Regions from separate parts of the Mus musculus genome. Here all the other regions are linked to region 4. Evidence: chromatin contacts called from public Hi-C, HiCAR-type, HiChIP or PLAC-seq and promoter capture Hi-C data. All regions are on one chromosome and are shown on one strand. The core of a region is the stretch at or near the end of the contact, and the rest is flanking DNA. Distances in the headings are between cores, read along the strand shown.

The links. Promoter capture Hi-C pulls out the DNA fragments that hold promoters and counts their contacts. A called contact is a pair of places that touch in the nucleus more often than the background predicts. HiCAR-type assays count read pairs that join an accessible place to other places. HiChIP or PLAC-seq counts read pairs in DNA pulled down with a chosen protein or histone mark.
Region 1: an H3K27ac HiChIP or PLAC-seq map of embryonic stem cells shows a contact between it and region 4, with 10 times the contacts expected there. The contact joins the promoter of Pard3b here to the promoter of Nrp2 in region 4. A contact is called at or near these places in 14 of 39 promoter capture datasets (the 3T3-L1 cell line, the C10 cell line, the SN4741 cell line and 9 more), 21 of 484 Hi-C or Micro-C datasets (the HL-1 cell line, LSK cells, adipose-derived mesenchymal stem cells and 12 more), 18 of 115 datasets of contacts at active chromatin or transcription factors (astrocytes, bone marrow-derived dendritic cells, bone marrow-derived macrophages and 10 more) and 3 of 9 other capture datasets (adipose tissue, embryonic stem cells and liver).
Region 2: a promoter capture Hi-C map of second pharyngeal arch cranial neural crest shows a contact between it and region 4. The contact joins the enhancer-like site here to the promoter of Nrp2 in region 4. A contact is called at or near these places in 7 of 39 promoter capture datasets (cranial neural crest, frontonasal cranial neural crest, hippocampal neurons and 3 more), 1 of 484 Hi-C or Micro-C datasets (uterus), 13 of 115 datasets of contacts at active chromatin or transcription factors (the NIH/3T3 cell line, astrocytes, bone marrow-derived dendritic cells and 8 more) and 1 of 9 other capture datasets (adipose tissue).
Region 3: a contact with region 4 is called in a HiCAR-type map of astrocytes, with 8 times the contacts expected there. The contact joins the enhancer-like site here to the promoter of Nrp2 in region 4. A contact is called at or near these places in 4 of 39 promoter capture datasets (hippocampal neurons, liver and stem cell-derived epiblast-like cells), 6 of 484 Hi-C or Micro-C datasets (the HL-1 cell line, adipose-derived mesenchymal stem cells, cortical neurons and 1 more) and 12 of 115 datasets of contacts at active chromatin or transcription factors (astrocytes, bone marrow-derived macrophages, embryonic forebrain and 4 more).
Region 5: a contact with region 4 is called in a Hi-C map of uterus, with 7 times the contacts expected there. The contact joins the enhancer-like site here to the promoter of Nrp2 in region 4. A contact is called at or near these places in 7 of 39 promoter capture datasets (the 3T3-L1 cell line, cranial neural crest, frontonasal cranial neural crest and 3 more), 1 of 15 datasets of contacts at CTCF or cohesin (stem cell-derived epiblast-like cells), 31 of 484 Hi-C or Micro-C datasets (the N1E-115 cell line, Th1 cells, adipose-derived mesenchymal stem cells and 17 more), 16 of 115 datasets of contacts at active chromatin or transcription factors (VIP interneurons, astrocytes, craniofacial prominence and 11 more) and 1 of 9 other capture datasets (embryonic stem cells).
Region 6: an H3K4me3 HiChIP or PLAC-seq map of embryonic stem cells shows a contact between it and region 4, with 13 times the contacts expected there. The contact joins the enhancer-like site here to the promoter of Nrp2 in region 4. A contact is called at or near these places in 7 of 39 promoter capture datasets (the 3T3-L1 cell line, the C10 cell line, cranial neural crest and 3 more), 1 of 484 Hi-C or Micro-C datasets (nephron progenitors), 11 of 115 datasets of contacts at active chromatin or transcription factors (SST interneurons, VIP interneurons, bone marrow-derived macrophages and 6 more) and 3 of 9 other capture datasets (adipose tissue, embryonic stem cells and liver).

Annotation. Positions count from the first base shown.
Region 1 is chr1:61,637,187-61,640,509 of GRCm38.p6, forward strand. It overlaps Pard3b (par-3 family cell polarity regulator beta), which reads left to right and starts at 1,638. Exons shown (of 23, transcript NM_001081050.2): 1 at 1,638-2,176. The coding sequence starts at 2,057.
Region 2 is chr1:61,330,368-61,333,700 of GRCm38.p6, forward strand. The region is part of intron 3 of LOC105243939 (a long non-coding RNA gene); the gene reads left to right. Among named protein-coding and RNA genes, the nearest start is that of 9530026F06Rik, 46 kb to the right of the region's middle. Within about 2 kb of position 1,279, at least 1 of the 459 cell types and tissues checked has an H3K27ac peak or open chromatin away from gene starts, as enhancers often do. A contact at or near this core is called in second pharyngeal arch cranial neural crest, where this site is marked.
Region 3 is chr1:61,528,997-61,532,058 of GRCm38.p6, forward strand. No RefSeq gene overlaps it. Among named protein-coding and RNA genes, the nearest start is that of Pard3b, 110 kb to the right of the region's middle. Within about 2 kb of position 1,430, at least 41 of the 459 cell types and tissues checked have an H3K27ac peak or open chromatin away from gene starts, as enhancers often do. A contact at or near this core is called in astrocytes, embryonic limb bud, neural progenitor cells and 1 more, where this site is marked.
Region 4 is chr1:62,701,879-62,704,909 of GRCm38.p6, forward strand. It overlaps Nrp2 (neuropilin 2), which reads left to right and starts at 1,439. Exons shown (of 17, transcript NM_001077404.1): 1 at 1,439-2,399. The coding sequence starts at 2,327.
Region 5 is chr1:61,058,807-61,062,097 of GRCm38.p6, forward strand. No RefSeq gene overlaps it. Among named protein-coding and RNA genes, the nearest start is that of Icos, 83 kb to the left of the region's middle. Within about 2 kb of position 1,310, at least 4 of the 459 cell types and tissues checked have an H3K27ac peak or open chromatin away from gene starts, as enhancers often do. A contact at or near this core is called in uterus, where this site is marked.
Region 6 is chr1:61,418,689-61,421,683 of GRCm38.p6, forward strand. No RefSeq gene overlaps it. Among named protein-coding and RNA genes, the nearest start is that of 9530026F06Rik, 42 kb to the left of the region's middle. Within about 2 kb of position 1,378, at least 6 of the 459 cell types and tissues checked have an H3K27ac peak or open chromatin away from gene starts, as enhancers often do. A contact at or near this core is called in embryonic stem cells, where this site is marked.

The DNA.
Region 1 (3,323 bases), core at 388-2,887, 1.1 Mb before region 4:
GTTTGTAATGTGAAGAGAACCCTGGTCCACTGGAGTTGAAGACCAGTTTGGGGACACGGTGAAGGACCGGGGATGGGGGTGGGGGGTGGGGGGTGGGGGCACAGAGGAAGCAGTGTGCACTTGTTTCTCGGCTGAGAATCTTTGCTTTGTGCTTTCCAAACCTTCATACAATTCTCAGTATAGCGTGAGACCACTCATTAATGCCTGGCATTTGCATGTGCTCAATTTTTACTATTTCCTGTGGAAGACTCAGCAGAGAAACGCCTGTGAGCCCACTTCACTGCGAATGGAGACAACATTAGTGTAGTTAATAGCTGGAGATAGTCCCTGAAGATACACTTCATGATCCTGCCTCCAACTATGCCTCAGAGGGTGGCTCAATGGATTTTTTTGTCTGGTTTTATGACAAAAATAATTCTGTCTTTGGTTTACCTAAATCAGTCTGTTAGATTTGCAACCCAACTAGGCTGTCTACTGTGTATTTCCTCCAAGTTGACTCAGTTTACATGACCCTCTTCATGGCCACTGACATTGAATAAGGTGCTTTCGTGGGACATAATCAATGTATATTGAATGTAGGAGTGTAAGTAGATCAGAACTCCCAGATCCATAATTTAGGACCAAACCATCCCCAGCAACTCAAACTCAGTTTAAGTTGACATAGGAGCAACTCTGGTAGGAAATGGAGGATACCCCGGGGGATCTTATGGATGCACTAAATTGCCATAAAAACTGTCAGGAGCCACTAGAGATTTAGATAGGAGGACCTGTGTTCTTTGCACCATAACCAGCTGTGTCACCTGCTCAGTTTCTGAACACCAGTCTGTTTTGATTTTGAATCTTTCAGTGCTGAAAATCGATGACTGGAGGGAAAAGTTCTAAATTGAACCGCACCCCCAGCAAGCCAAGCACTCTTCTTTCTGTACAAGGTAAGGGGAAAGTATTTATTTTCCAGCTCAAAGGAGCTGTTTACTTAAGAATTAAGGATGCAGACGTTACTTGTTGATCAGAACTTCTCCCCATACCTTGGGTTCAATTGTTCGAGGACAGGAACCTGCGAAATCATGACTCAAGGGTGTTCTTTTCGTCAACAGATGCACAAAGGGAGTCCCCCTTCAAAAGGAAAAGTGTAAACTTTTACACCCTATCATATTTGGATTTTGGGTGTGATCTTCGGTGGAACACTTGGCACCTGCACAGTGGCCTTAAAGTTCCCTCAGCTTAGCTAGCTCTCTTGTGGCTCCAAAGCAAAAGCTCTGCCTTCAGTCAGTCCCACCTCTCAGTACTTCAATTCTATGGCTACTTTAGAAGGTGTGGCAAAAGCACCTGCTCCGGAGCTTCCCTTGAACCTCCCTCCAACTCTCATTTTAAGGGAGTTGCTAGGCCAGTTTCCTATCTATTCCAAGTGTGCTTTATGAGATCCGGTTTCAATTCCCCTGTGGTAGCTCCCAGATCCCGTTACAATTCCCGGAGCTCCTTGTACATGTGAGGGAGAAAGAGAACCAAGTGCGGGCAACAAGCTACCCAAGGTCTAGTTACTGGGGCAACCCCGGGCTCGGTGCAACGCCTCGGTGCGCTCTGTGGTCCGCGAGCGCCGCGGCCCCTTTAAGAGCCGGGCCCAGGCTGGCCCGCGGGCCGAGGGAGCCCAGAGCGCCGCGCGCGTCGGAGGAGTTGGGAGCCGGCGCAAAAGTTTCCTCCCAACTCTGGCCCCGCGCGCCGCCGCCGCCGCCCACTCCAGCCCGGGGCCTGGGGCCGGCCCTGCCACGGTCGCTAGGGCCACCGCCAGAGGCAGGGCCGGGCCGGGCCGCACCCGCAGTTTCACTTTGGCGCGTGGAGCCTCCGCTTGCGCCCGGCCGACCCTCCGCGTCCCCGCGTCTCCGAGCCCGCGTTCCCGCCCTCGGCCTCCCGTGGGGCTGCAGGGGAGCAGCTGTGGGTCCCGGTCCCGGAGGCACGCGTGGGACAGCGTCGTGTCCGCCCCACGTCCCCCGACGGAGGGGCTGTGCCTGGGGGCCAGGCACCTGTTCGGCCCAGCCCCGCGCGGGAGCCCAGGGCCAGGATGAAAGTGACAGTGTGCTTCGGGAGGACGGGCATCGTGGTGCCCTGCAAGGACGGCCAGCTCCGGGTCCGCGAGCTCACCCAGCAGGCGCTGCAGCGGTACCTGAAGACCCGGGACCAGGTGAGGGGCGCCGCAGGGGGCGAGCATGGGGCGCGACCACCGCGGGGCTCACTTAGTAAGTGTCCTAGGCCACGCACCTGCCCGTTGCCTTGGACCAGGTGGCGCTTTTTCTGGGGCTCAGATCACCCCCAGCGGCTGGTGAGCGCTGCCTGCAGCCACAACTTTTGCAGGCTGCTAATTTAAGGGACCCAATTAGCCCTGTCTTGCTATCCAGAGGCTGGAGAAGAAATGGCGGCATCCCACTCACTTGAGGGGTCCTTACAACTCCGCCATCTGGGGCCTACTCCCAAGTCCACACACCCAGTCTGTTCTGTAAGACAGCCCCAGGTGTTTGAGTAGGGGTCCAGAACCTACTTGTGGGGACACTGTGATGTTACCCTGTGCTGCTCACCTGAAGTGTGATTTCTGACCAAGTCCCGCCTTAAGGAGGCTCCTTGGAGTTTGAGCATTGATTGGCTCAAGAAACACCTCCAAAGTTATAGCTATTGGTGCTTTGAGAGTTCTCAGCTTGATGGGAGGTCTCCCAGTGACCTGGGCAGGAGGTGCTCCAGTGGGGATGCTGCCCTTATGCCAGCTACTGCACTGGGGTGTATTCAGCGAATGCCACAGTTTCTATGAGTCATAGCTAATGAGAATGGTTGTAGTGGGTTCTGGGTTACTCCCAAAGTAAGGCTGACCCACTGTTCTGCTGCTCAAGTTAGGAATAAGTAGCAGCCAAAAGCCAGCACACAAGTGGCAGGACTCCAGCACTCTGGTCAGGCATCTGGGTGACTTGTGAGAGTTCTGGTTTCCTCTATGGAACCTCTAAATGAACTCTCTAAAAAGCACCTTTAAAATTGTTTCAGTTCGTCCATGGCCTGTTTCGGATGCTTCAACGACCTCGCGAACAGATAAGCCACAAACTCTTGTTTTAGTAGACAAACTCCTGTTTTAGTCCTTTTAATATTTGTTCGCATAATGCTCGTTGTAAACTATAGTCCAATCTTGAGATGAAAAACTGTAATTTTAATGTCATATATGTTATCCAAAGTATAGAAATCACTTTTCTTTTTCCAAGTACATAGTTTCAAATTTTTAAATTACATATATTCATTTAATATGTGTATGGAGGGTACATGTATACTACTGTACATATGTGGAGGGCAGA
Region 2 (3,333 bases), core at 29-2,528, 1.4 Mb before region 4:
TAAGTTCAAGCTCAAGTAAGCAAGTATTTATGCACCCATTTCTCTCTGCTCTTGACTGAATGTGATATAACTAGCTATTTGAAGTTCCTGCCTTGACTTTCCCAACCTGATGGACAGTAGCATGGAATTTTAAGCTGAAATGAATCCCTTTCTCCCCCAAACTGGTTTTGTCAGGATATTTTATCATAAAAATAGGAATGAAACAAGAATATGCCTCAAACAGAATTCTTCCTATCCAAGAAAAGCAAACCCCTATTTAGTTCTGCAATTCTTTCTTAGTCAAGCTTTCTCCTACTTAAACCAAACACATTTCTGTCTATCACAAATCTCTTGAAACAAAAGGTTCACTGATATTTAATAAGAATCTCTCTGACATCCTTACTGGTAAAATGCTTTAAGAATTGTTTTATTATATAAAGAATTCCTATGGGAATTTGAGATGGATAGGCCAATTTCCACTTGGTCTGACTACCAATGCAAAGGATAATAGGCTCAGCATCCCTGGCTATGGGAACTCTGATGCCCAGACCAAAATGCTTAAGAGAGTCCATCAAACTATTATGGCTTGACTGCTGGAACACTTCCCACCCACACTACACCCTGTTTCTTACAGCTACACATATTTACAGGTATGTTAAGTTCATTAATAAGAGTGGAAAATGGCTGTCTGAAAATGCAGCAATGGATCACCTGTCAGATCTCTGAGAGCATTTGCTTACCCGTATTCAGCTTGCTTGTTTCATCTTCTCAGGATAAAAATGCTTAATAATTTATGACTGCAAGGTTTTACTTCTTGCCCTTGTGCTGTCAGACCTGTGTTAGTTACCTCCTGGAGAAGTGTGCCCAGTTGGCACAGAGAACTATTAAGTCAGCGATGCCTTGCTATCACTGTGGAACAAAAGTGCTTCCTGTTCATGATAGAAATCACCCCATATCATTATTTGTCAGCCTGTTACCGAGCAGCTGACAGATTCCAAATTCCTGTTGTAAGAGACAACCCTCTCCTGCCTTGTCCAGCACTTCTAGTTTGCAGCCGAACTGCAAATGCCATCCCAACGGTATTAGGTGGCTCTTTTTCTTTCTCTATGTTCATGACAAGAAACAAGAAAATGAAAAGTTGTGTGAAGTTGAGAAAATTGCAGAAACCTGGCAGGGGATGACTTTCACCTGGGCAATTTGTCAGTTCCAGGGGGATGTCTGAAGTGAGTTTTTAAGAATAAGAGGCATCCGGTTCTCATTCCAACTGGTTTGCCTGGTAATAATTATTGCAATATGGAACAAGATCCCCAGCCTTGCATTGCACCTGTGCAGGCTCAATAGCTACAGCTGGCCTTCAGTGTTAGTTAACACTGAAGACAAAAGTAAAACTGCTCTTTATTATCCCAATACATTATCTTCTTCCACATGCAGCCTGCCAAGGTTACGCTTACACATGTGTTCCTGTGGCCTTGTGGGGAGGAGGTTGGGTGCCTCTTGGACCTCCATTCTCAGGTTTTCTTTCTCCAGGGCAATGAGTGAGCTAGATTGGTAGTGGCCTGAAGTGGCACAAACCACTCAGATGATAGGACTCGTCTGTCATTCAAATCACATGATAGGCACATGCTTTCAACTTCTGAAGTCTCACTTTAGTATCTGATCCCACTGGATCTGTGGGGAATCTATAGATTAAGATAATACAAGCAAAAGATTAACTTTCTTTCAAGTGTGGATTTGGAAAGAATACAGGGTCAAGACCTCGAGACTTTAATCCTTTAGTCACCCATTTACAGACCTCTTTAAGCCTCTTAATTGTTGTGCACTGTGTATAGAAAAAAATAACTCGAGAGTGCCCTTCCTTATACCAATGCTCTGGGGATTAACACATGTTGAAAATCCCTCTGCACATGTGAAATGCTGTATGAATAATATCCACTGTCAAGAGCAAACATCACTAAAGATATCCTAAGTATCTTGAGCCTGCTGCCTCTTATGCAAACTTAGTCAAGCATGTACACACATATAATCACAAACCCACACATACAAATATGAACACACACACACACAAAGATATACAAACACACATACATACACACTTACACACAAATACACACACACATACTTACATATGCACACAAATACACACACATACTTACACATGCACACACATGTATACATGTACACACATGTATATGCACACAAATATACCATACACACACACACTCACACACACACACACACACACACACACACACACACACACACACACACTGGGTACTAAAGAATTTATTGATGTTGGTTCAAATGCACTCAGTACGTGCTTACCTGACAGTTGTTTGACCTCTTGACCTTTCTAGACCTATTAACCTATAATTTTCCGTTGAATTCTAAAGCAGTGAACACAGAGTGAGGACCATATGTAAATGCTCCCCTGGCAGTAAAGACAGGGTCTATCAGTGTCTCTGAGCTCTGGCTTTATTTATAATGTGTGCTAGCATCAACCATTTCACAAATACTATCTTCCAGAACTGCTGTGCTATGCAAAACTAACAAAGGAACTGTGAGAGAGTCAGTGGCTGGTATAATGCACAGCACAGTGCTGAGGGTAACAAAATAGTTGTGTAATTATTCCCGGCATGACATGTTGAGGCAAAGAAACTTTAGCTTCTTTTAAACAGTGTCTGTCAATTTCCCTGTATCGGTGTAGAAATCAGCAACATGCACCATTTTACCCATCAGTGTGATGCCCAATTATTTGAAAAGGGTGAAAACTTTTGCCTCTTCCAAACATGATGGGCATAACCTTTAAACATTGGCAATGGCTGGGATGTTTCATGTTATAAATTTCCCAAACATATTTGTGAGTTTTCACTTGCCATCAACTTCACATTCTGTTCAAATTAGAAAGTAGTAACAACACTTTGCTTGTCTCTCTTAAGATTCAAATTTATAGCCACAAAGATGCTTAGCTGGGCTAGAATGACCATGTAAATGCTAATAGAGATTCTGGGCTCTGCTTTGGGCATTGTTTTATTGTATCCTTGGTACTTTATGTGCAGAATAGTCTGAAGACACATTAGGGTTGTACATAAACTCTTTTGACCCTGTCTATGAACATTATATAACATATTATTCTCATTCCAACCTCAGACCTAGTAACATAGGAAAGAATTAAATTATTTGGCTCCATGTTGACTACAAAGAGTTAATAGTTGTCACCAAATAAGCTACCAGATTCTTAAAATATAAATTTGTATAACAAAAATTTCAGCTGCCTATTTACATGTGACATGTAATTTGAATATGCATTTATACATTCTGAGTACATATGCAAATGAAATATATAAATGTCATCCC
Region 3 (3,062 bases), core at 180-2,679, 1.2 Mb before region 4:
GGCTGTGAGCTCGGATGCTCTGCTGCGCTTGGATTACCGAAATAGATGGAAGCAGAGTGTAAAGCTTGTCTCTGTGAACAAACACCTTCCAGAGAAGCCTCACTCACAAACCAAAAGGCGCTTTACTCTAACATCGAGTATCTCCCTCTAAACACCGGACAGAGAGGAAGGTACAGACAGGCGGCCCTCATCACCAAATCTCAGCTCCATAGACCGCAAAGTCATGGTTTTGTCTCAGTCAAGGGACTTCTTCATGGTTTCCCTTCAGCAATGTGTGAGTATAGCCCAGCGGTTTCAGACTACGGACTTTCAGGGCCCAATCCACTTGTTATCCTTCCAATGTTCTCCATCTGGTTGAACTTATTTGGGGAGGTGGTGGGACTCCAGGAGGTGGAGCCTGAAATCCTGGAACCAGTAAGTAGGTCGCTACAGCAAGGGCTTGGAAATGTACAGCCCGGCTATTGATCCAGCTTGATGTGATCAGCCCTTGCTCCCACTGCTATGCATGAGACAGTGCCCTGTGCTATGACACTAGGTCACTATGACAGCCTGAAACTTCAAATCACGAGCCAAACTAAAACATTTCTTACGTTCTTTCTCCCAGATATTTTTGGGCATGGTGATGCAAATCTAACAAATATACACCTTTCCACTAGCTATGTGACCACAGGCAAGTTACACTGTTTTCTCTCCGGTTCCATTTCTTCAAGGAAAAAAATAACAAGGTAGCATTTTTAATTAGTTAGCTGATTAATTAATTTCATGGGTGTGGGAGGAGAGGCACTCACATGCCACCACATGCCTGTGGAGGTTGAAGGACAACCTAGGGGAGTCTATTCTTGGCTTTGCTCATGTGGAACGCAGGGATGGACTGCAAATCATCAACACTGGTTGCAAGGACCCTTAGCCACGGAGCCATCTCACCTACACATTCACAGTATGGTGACCCTAAGTTTGCCGGGAGGATGAAAGGCGGCAATCATACGAGTGGACAGCACTGTGCAGTGACTGGCAGGACGCAAACATTCAGTAGAAGTATTTTAAATTGCTCCCTAACACTTTCTTATGAACTCGGAGAACTCCTGCGGTGTTTATTCTTCTGCTGAGAGAAAACATTTTCATGCTCTCCCCAGCAGACTGCCCCCTGACAGCTATTCTCTGAGAATCACTCTATGTCTTTTGAAGCAGAGGAATGTCCTTCAGCTGCAGATGTACTTTGCCAGAATAGTTCGTTCTTCCATTGCTTGGAACTTCTATTTTACACCACAGTTCTAGCCAGTCCTTGGGGCACCCAGATTTTCCCACATCTCACTTCTCAGGAGACACCTAAAAATGACGAGTCATTGAGCACAGCAAACAGCAATTCCTTTACAGGGGCCTCTGGGGACCTGTGGCATTTTGACCATCTGCAGTCATGGAAACAGATGAAGTGCAGGGGCCTTCGGAATGCTTTTAACTTGTGCTTCCAGAGGCTGTGACTGCTAATTGCTTCTCACTAGGCCTTTCCCCAGTCTTTTTAGAGAAAGTTTGAGCTGAGCACTTTCCCTTGTTGTAGGTGCCTTTCAGGAATTCTTAAAAAGAAGGTGGGTACCAATTGCTCCGACCTTTCCTCCATCATAATATTTTGTTGTAGGTATGGTGACTGGAGCTTCAGTGACTATTTTGGCCTATGAGACATATAGTAGCAATTCTGAATGTCTAGGCTGAGAAAACAGACTCTTACTCAGAAAACTCACAGGATTCCCCCCTTTCCAACCACATACGAATCCTTTATGAATCCTTTAAGCTTTCATATATTTGAACCAAGCAACACAATGCAACAGGGTATATTTAGTCGCAGATAGAATATTCAAATCCTTTTCTTTTAAACCAGATGGCTGTTGGGGGGAAATGTAAAATAGTATTACTCATCTCAATAATTTCTTATTTAGTAAAATATAATAAATCTATTATTGTTTCCATGCAATGGGTGTAAATTATTTTTAAATGAATTAAACAAAGATGCAAAAAAATTCTCAGTTTCTATTTCTAATGTGTAAACTACATAAGGGAAGGGAATGATCTTTTTTGGATAGGCATTTTTTAAGGTGTGTGTGGGGGCATAAAGTGAACCTGAAAGGGGGGAACTTGAAGTGGCCTTGTTCCATATTCAAGAAACAAAGAGTTGGGATACAGGGTACAAAAGGACCCCATTAACCTCAACTGTCTTTCTACATGAAGATTCTAAAGTTTTATATGCAAGCCACCCCCCTTAGGGTATTCTGTAATATTAAACTAGATTGCCCCTATTAACAGATACTTTCCTGCCTCTGTGAATTGGAATGAGGTCACCAGCTAAGAACAAACAAAAACAATTAGAAGTTGAAGCTCTTTTCTGAGCCTCCCTCTGCTGAGGGCACCAATTTACACTGAAGTGCCTTCCCTGACCCTTTTACATCTGGACTGTCACAGAGGTCTCATCGGAGGCCTTGCTGAGACCGCAGCCAGTCAGCTCTTCCTGACTCCACACCTAGGTGTAAGAGGACAGAAGGATTTCAGTGAGCTGTTCTGGTGCAGCCAGGGTAGGAGTGGGAGGTTCTTGTGTTTCTGAGAATCAGGCCCGGGTCACTTGGCTACCAGGAGCCTCTTGGCAGAGTGCCCAAATGGAGCTGTGGGGAGTGGGTGGGTAAGGGGCCCTGTCGATGGGAAAGCTGGCCTTAGTCTCCTAGGCACTGCTTGTGTTTCCTGCATCACAAAAGATGCACCAGGATCCCAGCAGCTGATCACTGCCAGGAAGTAAGGGACAGATTCTAAGGCTGTGGGAAAGGCAGGGGCAGCTAATGGAACCCCTTCAATTCTCCCCATGAACCGAGGGAGGACTCGAAGATAATAGCAAGTGCTTCCTGCGAGATGAAACCCACTTTCTGTACTCGCAATGGGAAATAATGAGAAGCCATAGAAACCACACACAACAGAGCATAAGATGCCACCCAGGGCACCATGCTTCCTGGCAGGGGAGGAACCTGCCAAATCTAAAATCCAGTTTGCTTCTGAATCTAAACCTGTTTTTGTGCTAATTGCTC
Region 4 (3,031 bases), core at 189-2,688:
GCATGCGTGTGCACGTGTGTGTGTGTGTGTGTGTGTGTGTGTGTGTATGTGTTGCTCTCTGGAAGAACTCAGAGGGCCTCTAACTCCAGCCCTTTGCAGCCAGGCAGTTAAGATTAACCATGTGGTATTCAGGCTCTGGACTTCCACTGGAAAATCCCTCATTTAACTAGTTGCAAATCACTTCTGATTCAATTTTGTTTGTGTTTATCTCCATGTAAATAACAGTTAAGTGAGAGTTACAGATTTTTTTTTTCAAACACTGGCTGTGATAAACAACGCTAATGGCAAGTCCAGATAAGGAGAGAAACCACCCAGAAGAACCCATAAGTCCACGCTAAGGGGGAAAAATGGTATAGTCAGATGTTCATGTCCCTTCTCACCCAAACTTTATGTTTCCTAATCTTCAGACTGCTAGGAAGGGGACTGAAAAGGTTGCCAGGTGTGCTCTGTTGGATCTTGATCATGGTAAAGCAAGGGTGCCTGGTGAATATGACAGTTGGGGATCACCCAGCCACCCTCAGAAACAAAGATGCAAGTGTTTTCTCCAACTGTTAGCTTATAGCGCCTTGAAACAGTTTTCATGTCTCCACTTAAAAATAGGTAACACAATGCTATTTTCTTTCTGTCAACATTGTGACCACAATACCTTGGGGAAACATGAACAGAAGTAGTTACAGTAGCAGTCCAAGAGGCCTCCCTGTACCTATACTATGTTGGAAGCTTGAAGGTGTATTGGGTGGCCAGGGGTGGGGGTGGGGAATTTAATTGCCCGGAGAAATTCTTTATTCAATAAAATCGTCCCTCGTTTACAGATAGTTACAAGTTAAGGGCACATGTTGAAGTAAATCCTAACCCAGACCGCAGAGGATCCTGTTTGGGACACAACAAAGGATCTGAGAAGTAAGCCCAAGAAGTATTTGAGGTTTGGTTCAGAGAAGGCTAAAGGCTGACTGTGTGTGTCGCCGCCACGCTTTGCTGCCTCTGGGAACACAGAGCTGAGCCGCGGACTGGCTCCCTACGCCAAACGCGGTCCGCCACCCAACTCCTTCTGTAACGCCATTGCAGGTGGCATTGTGTTGGATTCTGAGTGTGTAGCATCTGAGTCTCGGAATTTAGGGGAAACAAGAATTTCCCGGGCTCCGCGGAGTTTCCCTCCGGCAGAGGCAGCGCGCCCTGAAGGGAGGGCGCTCCTTGCTCCGGGTGTGACACACCCGCAGCCCCGCACGAAGGTGCGTGGGGCGGGAGGGAGGTGCGGACTGGGAGAGGGGCGGCAGGGTTGCGTGGCACCTTAACTTTGATCGCGCGGCCGCGGGGCTGCGAGCCACCGCCGCCCCGCCCGAGCTGGGTGCCGCGGTCCTCGGCTCTGCGCCGCGCGTCTCCGCGGCTGCCTCTTTAATCAGGAACACAGAAGGGGCGGGCCCTGAGCGGGCGCGTAATCGGATCGCTCTGCCGCGGCTCTGACATCCACATGCTGCTCGGCCTGAAAAGGCGAGGGGGGAGCCGGAGGGGAGGCAGAGGAGGCGAGCAAGGCACCAGCCTGCAGCCCGCCCCCGGCACATCCTCTGAAGCACAGACACTCGGCCGGGCGCTGGGCGAGGTGGAGGTGAGGGCGGGCGCCAGCGAACTCGGAGAGCCGCTCGCACACTCGCGGGCGATCCCAGCCGCCGCACCCGCAGCAACACCAGCAGCACCGGCCGCAGCAGCTTCCTGCCTCGCACTCCCCTCCAGAGACTGGCCAAGCGGGTGTAACCGCCGGGGGAGGCTCCAGCTTAGGGGAACCCAGAAAGGACAAGAGCCGGACGTCTGACTGCTTACCACTCCGCCTGTCCAGCGGTCGGTGCCTCTGCCCGCGTGTGTGTCCCGGGTGCCGGGGGACCTGTGTCAGTTAGCGCTTCTGAGATCACACAGCTGCCTAGGGGCCGTGTGATGCCCAGGGCAATTCTTGGCTTTGATTTTTATTATTATTACTATTATTTTGCGTTCAGCTTTCGGGAAACCCTCGTGATGTTGTAGGATAAAGGAAATGACACTTTGAGGAACTGGAGAGAACATACACGCGTTTGGGTTTGAAGAGGAAACCGGTCTCCGCTTCCTTAGCTTGCTCCCTCTTTGCTGATTTCAAGAGCTATCTCCTAGTGAGGTGGAGATATTCCAGCAAGAATAAAGGTGAAGACAGACTGACTGCCAGGACCCAGGAGGAAAACGTTGATCGTTAGAGACCTTTGCAGAAGACACCACCAGGAAGAAAATTAGAGAGGAAAAACACAAAGACATAATTATAGGAGATCCCACAAACCTAGCCCCGGAGAGAGCCTCTCTGTCAAAAATGGATATGTTTCCTCTTACCTGGGTTTTCTTAGCTCTGTACTTTTCAGGACACGAAGTGAGAAGCCAGCAAGGTAAGCCCTTCAAAGTTTTTCTATTCATTTTTACACGGTTTCCCCTTTAAAGGCGACAGCTAATGGAGAGAAGCCACTGAGAAGCGCTCATGAGGAGGCTCCCTCAATACTCAATCATTTAAAGGGAGATCTCAGCGGCCTTCTTTACACCACCAGGGCTGCTAAACCCAACTTTTCTCTCTTGCAAAGGGAGTGTGTGTGTGTGTGTGTGTGTGTGTGTGTGTGTGTGTGTGTTTTGTAACAGAATTTGGCGGTGTTCAGATGTCACATATGGACTGAATCAAAGGTTTAAAAATACTACAAAGCCTTTGCATTACAGTTTTGGGGATTTTTTTTTCCTCCCTGTCTTGAAGCAGAACACATCTCCCTTGAGTTTCCTCAACCTAGCCAGTGAAATATAAATCATTTGCATTCCCTCCACTTAGCTACATTGAGCAATGTTAGCTGAAGGGCTTGGGAAAAAAAAAAAAAAGCAAGAGTCTAGCTTTGCTTTTCAGATGTGTGGATTCTTTGCAGACTGGGTGGATACATCTCAGAACCAGAGGGCTGAAGCTGGTGAAGCAAGCCAGCTTGTGACCGAGATGGGAGCTTTCCCGTGGGCAGTTGATGGTCCCCACTCTCTCCCGAATCCG
Region 5 (3,291 bases), core at 60-2,559, 1.6 Mb before region 4:
ATATGCTCATCTCTCTGTGTAGGGTTTTATTCCTGTTCTAGTTTCTACCATATCAGACAAAGTGTTATCTTCCTAAAGCAGCCATGTTTTCATAACGCATTCTCTAATGATGTCAAGACAGGACTGTGTGCCTCAGTGGCTAAGAACTTCTTCATCAACCTTACTTGAATTGCTTTTTCTCCTATCAAACAGCATCTCAACACCTAAGTCTTTTCTTCTCATTGAGTTTCCATGTACTACACTTTGCCAAGTGTACTTTCTCTTCTGACCAGAATTTCTCCATCTGATCTTATCCAGTGGCCACTGTCTTATGCATATTTTATGAATGGAGTTTTACTTTTGCTTATGTGAATTTTTGCTATGGCATTCAACTTCTCATCCAGACATCGTTTCATGTCTCACCACCATACATGTGTGTTGAAAATCTACTCCAAGGACCACCTTCTTCACGAAAACACTTGTAGTGGTCACTCATAAATGATTTTATCCTTTCTATCTATGCTATTCCCTAAGATTCATGAACTATTGAGCTTGGGTGTGTTAGCCATGAGGCTTTTTTATATAGGGTCATGTCATCTCACAACTGTCTCATTCACACTTCATTCATAAAATTCTAATGTGTCCCTTGAAGCATTGCCTCATTAAAGATAAAAGGCTTAGAACCACAGCTGGCATGGACTTGATCTTTGCTAGGTTTCCTACTTCTTCCCTTTTCCTTTTCCCAGAAGGTTATTGGATAATGTTGTCTCTTCCAATGCAGGCATTACATGCAATCATACAGTAGTTCTTAATACTTATTGACCAGAATGTGGTTCACCTACATACCCATACACCTGAATCTGACATTAAACACGATTATGCATGAACTCCTGGTTCATATTATTCATTTCTGAAATCAATATTTTATAATCCTGAAACCTAGCAATGTACTGCTGGAATGCTCTTGTCACCCTACTCACTGATACAGTTCAAAACTGGTCCAGAATGATTCTGTCCCGATGAGTCGCCGTTACCTCTTAGACACTTTGCCTTGAGACATGAGGGCTGTGACACCCGCAAGCATCACAGAAAGTATCCATTTTCCATTCTCACACTTGCCTTGCTTTTTTTCTCTTGGCACAAGAGGAGACCAGAGATGCAGAAATTAGGAAGCTGGGCTGAAGGGAGTCCAACTTTCCAGTTCTCCAAACGCTCTCCTGGAAAGCCGCACTTCTGAGGACGTAGTCGTTTTCACTCACGCTTCCAAGAGGGGTCTTGTTCTTCTCAGATGTTCTTTCGCGAACTTTTTAACTCACTAAAATTAAAACATTTGTTTCTGACTTCCCGAACATTGTTTATAGTTCTCAACTGCTGGCCAGAGTGAACAATTACCCCCTGGAATAAAAGCTCTCTAAATCATGTTTATTTCTGCCTCAGCTATTATCCATGAAAGCTTGTTTGAGTTTTCTGTAGGGTGATAAGATTGATGTTGCACACAATTATCGTCAGCCATGTATATCCTGAAAACAATCCCAGTTTGGCAGTAGTCGTTCTGAAAGCAATATTCCTTTGCTAGCCTGTGTTGTACTATGAAACAGATCCTTGCAGAGTATCTTAATCATCCAAATCTAAGATAACATACTATTTATTTCAAATGGTCAGCAATGTTCCAAATGCCACTACAAATTAGATTAGAAATTATCCAGTTCGAGTGTAAACATCCCACTAATTTACCTAGTGTCTGGGACTTTTATTTGATATTCAGGAATTTTAATAATTTAATGTTGTTTAGCTCTCAGTTCGACCTTTGCTTTCTGGACATTTAGAACTTCTCTGTATTTATTTAAGGAGATCAGAAGTGCTTGGGATAGGGGACTGGGGTTCTGACTGCCCGGGTGGTTGCTGCAGCAGCACTATAGCGTTTGTGAAGAGAAGGTGGGAGTAGTTTACAGACTTTTGTCTGTGTGGTTATAGAGGTGACCCTCTGGATCTGCTCTTTCACAGACCCACCAAAGTGGCCCAGCTCTGCCAAGAGAGTACCCTCAGTGACACAAAATTTAGCAAAACTGATAAGATGGCCAAATTCTGTTTGAGCATTCCCAGGATACCATTGAAACACATCCCCTGTGTGGTTAAGACTTTAGAATAAATGAAATCTTTTCTACTTTTTGCCTGTTAGTCCTTTAACAAATTTCTTAACCATCTGATACTCAGTTTCCTATCTGCAAAATGGGCATAAAAATATCTTCCTTGAGAGTGGACTGCAGAAGTTGAGTGAGAAGCATCTATCTAATATAATGTTAGAAGTTTCTGCTATCCAAAGTTCCCTTCCTTTTTTCTTTTTATTTATTTTATATTTTAGGAATCTGCTTAGAGATATGATGACTTATTTAAAGCTATAATCATTTGGAGTTGGAAAGGTCTCTTTCTTCCTCTTCCTTTTCTCCTTTATCTTCTCCCTCCCTCTCTGCCTTCCCCTCCTCCCTCCCTCCCTCCCTCCCCCTCCCTCCTTCCTCCCTCCCTCCCTCCCTCTCTGCCTTCCCTTCCTCCCTCCTTCCCTCCCTCCCCCCTCCCTTCTTCCCTCCCTCCCCCTCCCTCTCTCTCTCTCTCTCTCTCTCTCTCTCTCTCTTTCTTTCTTTCTTTCTTTCTTTCTTTCTTTCTTTCTTTCTTTCTGTTTTTCTTTCTTCCCTTCTTTTTGAAAGAGTTTTGTGATTTAGCTCAAGCTGGTCTCAAACTTCTAAACTCCTATCTTGGGACCCTGAGTGCCATAGACGGGTTACGGGTCTGCATTATCACCCCCTCCTTCCCTTTTAGACCATCAACCTTCTCAGTCACACTAATTCTCAAGGATCCATATGTTGAAGCATAAATTACTGATAACCTAAACTTTTAACCTACAAATAGATTTTTTTCTCTCTTGTTTGTTTGGTTTGCCTTAAATGCTTCTCCTGAAACTGGGTTATGGTGTCATGACTGAATGGCTACAGAGCCCTAGGAATTTGTTGGATTACAGATTTTTCCCATTCATAGTTATGTGGGGACCTACTATGTGTCAGAGGTTATTCTAGGTGCTGGAAACATTGCAGTGGAAAAAAAAAAAAGACAAGTTCTGGGCAGCCTTTCACCCAATCTTGATGAGGTAATAATTATAATGGCTAATTTGACTCTCTCCTAAGTGATCAATAGGAAAATAGCAACATGGTAGAATGCAACAAAGCAGTACGAACACCAGGACCCCTAGGGATGCTCTAAACAGAAACCCCCTACACTCTGCAGCCTAACAAAAAGCTCTCTGCAGCCAGCTGGGGTTAA
Region 6 (2,995 bases), core at 128-2,627, 1.3 Mb before region 4:
CATAATCTCATGTCCACTCAAAGCAGGGTGTTTCTCATTACAGTATTATGAAATGGGAATCTTTTCTTTCTTATGAATAATAAATAGACGCCTGGAAACTAAAAGAATATGATAGGATTCTGCCAGTGGAGCTGACATTTAGAGAGCAGAAGTAGCAGAAGCAAAATTATTTTTTAAAAAATCAGTATGCTTTGTGAAACTTTCCATATTTTTAATTCACTTGCAACAGATAATTAGCTCATATATTTAAATTGGCCTGCTGAATTTTATTCAGCGATTTTTTTTTAAAGAGATCGCAGGCTATTTTATTTGTGCATTAGTTAAGCTGCTATACAGTATACAGAGACAACCCCAACCCCCACAACTCTGGTGTCTCCTTAAGAGATTGCTTAGGGCTCCATTGCTTGGCAAATGATCCAGATAGCGTTCTCTCAATGCAGACGCATCATTTTTCCAGCAAATTTTAAACTTATTTGAAGGAAGAGAGGGGGCGGGGAGGTTGTGGTTGAAAGATATGGGGGTCAAGGGAACGCGCTGCGGAACGTAGAATTTTCCTTGGCCGAGCTCAGGTACAAAGTGGGTGGTGGCTTGAGTTGCCTGGGCAGGAGAGTGCTATGGGTGACAGAGGGGACCTTCTGGGCAGGAACTCTATTAGGAATAGAGGCATCCTGAACGAGGGGCCACTGGAAGCAGCATTTCGCCCTTACTATCCGGTTTCAAACTCTGCTTTATTTAACTTAAAACAGCATCTTTGCGACGGTGGTGGCTCACGCCTTTAATCCCAGCACTTGGGAGGCAGAGGCAGGCGGATTTCTGAGTTCCTGGCCAGCCTGGTCTACAGAGTGAGTTCCAGGACAGCCAGGGCTATACAGAGAAACCATGTCTCGAAAAACCAAAAACAAACAAACAAAAACCCAGGATCTTTGTAGGAGAAGGGAGAAAGGTAAATTTCTTCAACTTGATTTGTTTATCTGAGCTCTTCAGGTGGTAAAGGGCCCTTCTCCCTGTGTAGCGAGGCTTGCTTTTCATTGTTGCCTTTGGTTAAGAGGTGCAGAGAACCAATCCTGAGGGATTACAGACACCGTGTATCATTTTATTCATATGCAGACCCTTTTCTTTCTCATTTCCGCCCCTTCCTTTCCCTCATTAACTATGTATCTGTCCCGTATTTTCTGCCGCCCTAGGCTGGCTGGATGGCGGGATTTGCTTTTCACTTTTGGGTCAGTGTTTCCGGAGTCCCTCCCCTTCCGGAGCCCTTCTTTCCTCTCAGAGGAGAAAGCCCTGCCTGACACATTTCAGCAGGCCGGGCACATCATGAGGTTGTCTGTATTAAGGGAGGGCAGGCAAGATTGTTTACTTTCTCAGAAGGCTAAACATCTCAGCTGGGAGTCCTTGACTGTGTGCTAAGGACACAGACAGAAAGTTCAAAGGGCATCAGAGAGTGCTCCTGCCACTGTGATTTGCATCTGAGTTCAATTCAACTCTGCTTTAAAGAGTCTCATTTGAATACACAGTACATTAGCTCCATCCCTGCTTCCTCTCCAATATGGGAAATACATTCGTAGCTCAGTAACCTTTCCACTGTCTAGTCCAGACAGCTGGGGAGAGGGTGGGCAGAGGGATCCAACAACTGCAGAGAAATTGTATTTCAAATGAATGTCTTGTCATCAGCTGCCTATGTATCCCTCAGCTGCACTCCAGGAAGAGATTTGCATATTTTTTTCTCCCTAATGGAAATACATATAGGATGAAGATTTTGTTTTGTCCATTTAAAAATATTGCTTTGCCCCGTTTGCTTGAGGGATTTCTAAATTCGTGATTGGGAGAAATGACTTGTTAGACTTAGGAAACTCAGAAGAATTTAGATGGCATGTCTGCCATTATCATCCGTGTGAAGAATTCCGCGTAGAAATTGCCTCCAGAATAGTTGCCTGCAAAAATTAATAAGTAGATTTATAATGTAAGGACATATGAATGTAGCTATGTGAAGGACCACCGATCTAAACCAAATCAGCCTGCAGAGAGCCCTAAATTATGCAGAAGGCTGAAATGACATTACTCAAATTGTCTATTCCCTTTCTTTCCATCTTCATGGGGATTCATATATACTTGAGGATCACTGTATGTTTTCTTAACTCCTTGTTTCCGTTTAGTCTGGGAGAGGTTTGCCGATGACTAGTGTATATAAGAAGCATAATATAGATGCTTAAAACCTACATAGTCTTTTCCAAATTAATGACTATATGGTTAATAAGAACAATTAATGATACTAACAATATCAGTACACTAACACTACTAATCCTCTAAGAACAAACAGGGCAGATCTTGCATATGTAATCTAGCCTTTTAGATATTAGTGAATTAACAGTGGGCACCTTAAGAAACTAAAGTCATCTTTTGTCTTTTAATTTGTTTTTGTTTGTTTTCAACAGTGGTATATATTCTTAATTCTGTTTCATTATAACACTTTGGTAGTATAGCAGTTGCTACTAAAACCTGTAGCATCTCCTACTGACAATTGCCAAGTGTAATCTTTATCATCTGAAGGAAGATTTGACTTTTGTAAATAGTGAGCTATCTGAAACCAAGATAATTAGTCAAGAGCAGCTAAGGTTTAGTAGGGTCTCCCACAAGCATAGCTATGGCAATGCGAAATGTGTTCTGAACTTAGTTGATTTCCTGCTGTAAGCCACTAAATATGTAGAACTTCATACTGTCTCTCATAACAATCCGTACAATCTTCTTTGTCTTTAAAGAAAAATTTTTATAAGTTACAAAATCTAATCACTCAGTTGTGGGAAATAAAAAGGCCATAATATAATAATGAAATTTTATTTACTATTCTTGACTACAGAAGTTTAAGTAATTCAGTTTTTATTTTAACTACTACTGCTGCTGCTGCTGCTGCTGGGATTGTATGGGTAGTGTGTGTGGGGGGGGGAGTGAGAGATCACACAATCATGTGGGTACCTCGGTGTATATGGCAGGCGGTATG